Linked DNA regions of Rattus norvegicus: region 1 is linked to region 2. The links are chromatin contacts, called in public Hi-C maps. All regions are on one chromosome and are shown on one strand. The core of a region is the stretch at or near the end of the contact, and the rest is flanking DNA. Distances in the headings are between cores, read along the strand shown.

What was found. A called contact is a pair of places that touch in the nucleus more often than the background predicts.
Region 1: a Hi-C map of kidney shows a contact between it and region 2, with 3 times the contacts expected there. The contact joins the promoter of Ssbp2 here to the promoter of Atg10 in region 2. A contact is called at or near these places in 8 of 12 Hi-C or Micro-C datasets (the A7r5 cell line, the Rat2 cell line, Schwann cells and 5 more).

What each region holds. Positions count from the first base shown.
Region 1 is chr2:24,385,120-24,388,019 of GRCr8, reverse strand. Ssbp2 (single-stranded DNA binding protein 2) reads right to left here and starts at 1,596. Exons shown (of 17, transcript NM_001399030.1): 1 at 1,480-1,596. The coding sequence starts at 1,541.
Region 2 is chr2:24,132,101-24,135,196 of GRCr8, reverse strand. Atg10 (autophagy related 10) reads left to right here and starts at 1,829. Exons shown (of 8, transcript NM_001109505.1): 1 at 1,829-1,859.

The DNA of each region.
Region 1 (2,900 bases), core at 347-2,846, 250 kb before region 2:
TGTCACAGCAAGATATTTAAGATATGAGGGGACCAATGGCATCTCTCCATTAATTTTGTTGTTGTTGTGTTTTGTTTTCCAACATCAAGGCCTGCCACCTCTAAATCCTAAGGGAATTGTGTATGTATGGCTGCCAACAGGAAGATTAGAACATGTTCCCCTCCCTGGGGCACAACAAACTTTCAAAGGTATGACTAACTGCCCAAAGCAAGGGGGGGAAACTCGGTAGCCTACACATTTATTTACCAAGCTGTTTTTGTATGCAAGAGACCCAGAGTACCTCTGAGAAGGACTTGCTCTCCCCCAGCCTGAGCCCCCTTAGCAAGACAGTGTGTTCAATGACAAGGATAAGCTTGACCCTCACAGCAGACCCAGCTACAGGGAATCAGTCTGAACATCTGCACATAGGAAGGGGGGGGGGGCTCTTCCTCGGTGTCACAGTCGCTATTCGCTCTCATTTTAGTAACAACCAAATCGCCGTTACAAGTACACAAGAATAGCAGCCAACTAGCCTGCTCCGCAGCGTGCCGCGACCCTGGCACCCGGGTTCTCCAACGTACTCCCGGTTCCCACCGAAGTTACCACCTGTATCCCCCACGACCCAGGCGAGCGGCTTGCGCCCAGCATCCCTTCCGCAGCCCCCTCGCCGACCAGCGCCGGGTCCACGCCGGGGGCAGCCCTCCTCGCGGCGGCGCCGCCACGGCCCACGGGACCTGCCCTCCGCGCCCGCGGCCACCACCCCCGGGGACACGGCAAGTCTCAAAAAGTTCTGGGGCCGCCGCTGAGCCGGTGTGTGGCGAGAGACAGGAGCGCCAAGCTCTCGCGGCCGACCCCGCGCGGGCCAGCACACACTCTCCCTCCGGGAACTCGGCACTCCCACTCCCAAACTTCCCCCGCCACCCCGGGCCCGCCCGCCTGCCCTCCCGGCCGCCTGCTCGGCCTGCGCTGGGAGAACCCGCGGACCCGCGTCTCTGCGCCCGCCCGGCCCACGCCCGCACTTGCCCTCCGCGCCCCGTGGGGCCCCGCTTCCGCCCTCCCGGCCCGCCGCCCTCTCCCCTCTCCACGCTCGCGGCCCCGCCGGACCCCAGCGCCCCGCAGCCCGCGCCCCCCAGGCCCGCCGCGCGCCGCGGCCCGGCCGTCCTGGACCACAGCTCCAAAGTTACTTTGCGAGGAGGTGAAGCCGCGGGTGGTTCCCCTCAACCACCCAAACAAGTTTCCATCCCCGCCGCCGCCGTCCCTCGCCCGCCACGCGCGTCCCTCCCGCCGCCGGCTGCCCGCGGCCACCCGCCCTGGGGGCTCCCCCGTGGAGGCGGCCGCTCCCCCGAGCCGCGCGCCCCCGCCCCGCGCCTCCCCCTGCAACCCACCCCCGGCTCCCCCCGGTGGGGCGGCCGTGTGGCTGCGGTTCCCGGAGAGTGCGAGTGCGTGCGCGAGTGTGCGCGCGTGCGAAGGCGGAGGTGGCTGCGGCGCGGAGACACTCACTTCTCCCGGGCCTGGCTGTCGGACGGGACGGCGCTGCTGTTACTCTTGCCTTTGCCGTACATGCTTGTGCCGAGAGCAGCTCCCACTGTCACGCACCTGTCAACCCATCACAGCCTCCCCGGGAACAGCCCCGTCCCCATGGCGACCCACGCAGCCACCCCCACCATTGGCCGCCCCACGCCAGAGCTCCGCCCTCCTCGCCCTGGCAACGCGCGAGACTGACAGGCCTCCCCTCCCTCCGGCCTGCCGGAGCGCGCGGCGGCGGCTCGGCCTAAGCGGCAGTCTCCTCCCTCCTTCCCTCCCTCCCCGGCTCCCTCCCTCCCTCCCTCCCTCCTTCCCTCTCCGCCGCGCTCCCCCCTCCCGCTCTCCTTCCCCCCTCCCCCTCCGAACCGGGCGCTAGGGGGGAATTAGAAACTGCTCTAGAAGGATTTTAAACAACTGGCTGTTCCCTCCGCCGCCGCCCCGCCCCCCGCGCCGCCCGCGCCCGGCTCCTCACTGGAGAGAAGGCGCGGGGAGGAGGGGAAAGTGCGGCCTGGAGTGCCTGGCAGCGACTGCGGAACGGGAGTCGCGGCAGCCCCAGACTTCGGGGCGCCCGGCGAGTCCACAGACAGACCCGCGGCCCCGGCACCGGTGTCCCGCCAACCTCCTCTCCCGCTCCTCTCCGGCCAGACTCCCCGCGCCGTTCCCCGCGGTTGATCTCATCCCTCCTGTCTGGGGTGTCGCCCCGATCCCGTTCCCGGAGGGCCAGCAGGCCGGGGACGCCCGCTCTGAACCCTCGACCTTCTGGCTCAAGGACTGGGCGAGCCTCCGTCTCTCCCCGGGAGGCACTGTGCCTGCCTCCCATTGGGGCGCCCGCCGAGGTTCTGTCGCCGGCTCTGAAGTCAAGCCCTGCATCCCAAAGGAGCACCCTACCTAGTGTCGTCCTCCTGTCTAAGAGGGGAGCACACCCCCAAAGAGGCCACGAGACCTACTCCTGGGATCGTAGTGGCCCAAGGCCTTGGCTCCTTCCTTGTCAGTACTCTGCAAAGATCTGCCGCAGACCCGGGGCCCAAGTATTCTCTGCTTGGCCTGCTTTAATAGTTTGGATGGGCAATGTCATTTCGGTTTGACCCTTGGACTGGAAAGATTCAGAGAGGGCCCTGAAAGACATCCCTGTATTTGCCCAGCAGAATAGGCCCCAGAGCTCAAGGTGTGCAAAGCTGTGCCCAAGCTGAAAACTCCCCGAGAATATTTTTGGATCCAAGTCCCTAATCTCATTTCAGTGAATGCGCAAAAGTTTCTCAAGACACACGCAACCTGGTTTTTGATAGACTCCATCCTTTATTTTGTTAAAGATCCTTGGCTGTAAAATCAGAGTAGAAATCGGGTTGAGAGAAGAGATGAGCTTCAAATGGGAGGTGACAGGGGAAGAGAGGTGCCAT
Region 2 (3,096 bases), core at 580-3,079:
TTCAAATATAATAGGTAACAAAGGCCTATTAGGATGAGTAGTAGTGAGTAAGTGTTCCATAAATTTGAGCTTTCCTATTCTTTTGTGACTGTTTCTTCGTTTATTTCAATGACTACTCATCTGGAGTTTTACTTGAGTCTAGGGAGGCTATGATTAAGAACCCATGCCCTCAGGAACTTTATCATGCTGAGTGCAAACACAGTCTAGAACCATTCCCTGCCTTGAGAGGTACAGGGAAAGGCGCAGTGTTGACCTGACTTACATCCTGTTTTTTTTTTTTTTTTGGATTCCATAGGTGAATCATGTCGTTTAAAACTGGCTCTGGTACAGAATGCCAGGCTTGAACTAACGGCATAATTTGCGGTAATTATTCTAAATTGTTGAGTACAAGAATATGGAAATTAATTATTCTTACTTTTGCATGGCAAAGTTTCTGGTAACTTTTTACTTTACTTTCAGGAAATAATAAAGCAGCCTTGGCTGGCCTAGAATTTGCTGTATAGCCCAGACTGCTCTTAAATTCTCTTGCCATCCCCCACCCACATTTACTTCCTTGGGTGCTGGGGTTATAAATATGAGCTACCATGCCCTACAAATAACTTCTTATACTTCAAAACAAACAAACAAACAGGTCAAGTAGAAGCACATTAAGATGGCTTTAATCCTAACACTCAGAGGTGGATGTAGGAGTGTCTGCAGTTCCAGGCTAGCCTATGCTATACATTCCTGTCTAACAAACAAACAAACAAACTAACTAACTAACTAAATTAGGTGTTACCAATTAACTAATAGTCGCTCAAAAAAGTTAGTTGAAGTTTATTTTTACAATACTTTTTTTTTTTTACCCCTTCCCCCTTTACAATACTTTTTAAAAATTATTTTGTGTGTGGCCAAATGTAATGTTTTTTGTTTTGGCAAAATAGTGGTTTAATCATCAATAAAACCAACAATCAAAAGCAGAAGAGTTCTACCATCCTTCCATATTCTAAGCCCCTTTTAAAATTAGCCCTTACCCCATCTTTTGTCAGTGGTCACCACAGATCTGTGTTCTGTCCATTCAAAAAACAAACAGAAAGTCACACACGCACACACACAATCAACTTATTTCGAAACAATATGGACTTACAGGAAATTGCGAAGACATTACTCAGAGTCTCAGGAATTTATTAGCTACTTAACATGGTAATCTTACACTACTTGCTCAAGACCAAGCCTCCTTCTTCACATTTGAAAACTGACAGCGCTTTCATTTTGCCTGTTTACTTTCTTTTCTAAGAAATGTTCTCCTGTTTAAAGGACCAGACTCGCTTTCCCTGAGGTATCCTATCTGTCCCATGACCCCTATGACTCTTTTCCTCCTACCATGGTCCTACCATTGCCCCTTGGTTTCATTTTACTGGCTGGTATTTTCTGATTTTTGTTCTGAAAATGGTACAGTTATCAGCACTCGAATTCCAAACTTCTTGCCCCAGCCCTGTTTTAAATGGGTGGCAGTGAACCTCATTTAGCTGACAAGGCTCTTGGGGACACTCGCGGCCCGCACCCTTGCTCGCACTCTACTAGTCACAAGTCGCTTGTTTGTAGTTAGGCGTCTAGTATGACTGTGCGTGGGAAGGGAGCGCAGGTACCCTGGCTCGGGTTCGCCCTGGTCTGGCCTAGAGCACCGACAGGGAAGGTGATGGATGTGAGCGAACTGGTTGCAGAAAGGTCTCGCTGCGACGTCACCGGGCGGCCCCACCGCGCAGGCTCACGGCCGCGCGGGCGGAGCTCCTCCTCCGCCGGTCCGCTCCCGCCGCCCGGCCCCGCCCAGTCCCGCCCCGCCGCGCGCCGCCGGCTCCAGGTCAGGGCGAGCGAGCGGGGTGAGTACACCTAACCACGGCGGCGCCTCTGCAGCCGCCTGCAGCCCTCGCCCGCCTCCCGGGACCCGAGAAGGGCGGCAGAGCGGCCCGCCCGTGACAAAAAGCCCGGGAGGTGGGCGCGAGCCGCCTGGGCGACCTTTCCACCTTGTGCTAGGAATGTGCTCACGTGACCTTGAAACAAAGGAAGTTAAGTGACTGGCAGGCTTTCAGATTTGCAGCCAACACAACCCCCCTTCCCCCCATTGATCTATAAAACCAGGACGTGGGGGGTCGGAGATAAAGGACTAGTTGACTGATTTATAGAAGCCATGCTTTTATCCGTAGTGATACTTATGAAAATCTTGGTAGTAACACCCAGGGTGGTCACATGTTTTTCAGAATCAAAATGGAGCCCCATGTTCTGTGTTTTCGGCAAGATGCAAATTGTTTCCAACTGTAGGGGGTGGGGTGGGGGGAAGTCGCCAACTAGAACAGTTGTGGGTTTGTTTTTGAGACAGTGTTTGCTACTATGTGGGCCAGGCTGTCCTCGAACCTTGAGCCTCTTGCCTCAGCCTCTCCTCAGAGAAGCTGAGACCACAGACTCCATCACAGGTTACAGGAGCCATCAGCTTCTCACCAGTGCTGTATTCATGTTTTAAGCGCTCTTTGACAGCTGGCTTGCTCTCTCCAAGTGCAGCAGTTCTTTTCCAAAGGCTTACTTTGGGTCATTATAATGTGACAGTGGCCCCCACTGTGGTGGTGAGAGTGAACATTTATGATGGTTAGGGTTAGAGAACACAGACTCTATGCCATACTCAAGTGTGTTTTAGGATTCCAGGTACCATTGCTCCTCGTTGCTTCCAAAGGGTCAGATGTTGACAGGAGAGAATGACACAGAATGAAGACCTAAGTGAAAAAAAAAATAGCAACAGGGAGTTAAAAATCTCACAGAGCAGTTTTAGAAGTTTTAGAAGCTGTCACGCCTGAGCTCGATGGCCTGTCCCCAGCCTGTCACAGCTGGAGGCAGAACTACCTCCAGTTTGAAGCCAGCCTGCACTACCACAACCAGATCCTGTCTCAGTGAGCAAAAACAAATGGAAAATTGTTATGTATATTTTAGTGGAAGAAACTAGCGCAAATAGTTCTAAGGTAGATTCATTTGAATATGGAATATTTCAAGATTAGGGTAATATTAGCTGATCTTACTGTACATAATGGGGGTATCTAAGACAATGCTTAAAAGAAATTCTATCTTTCC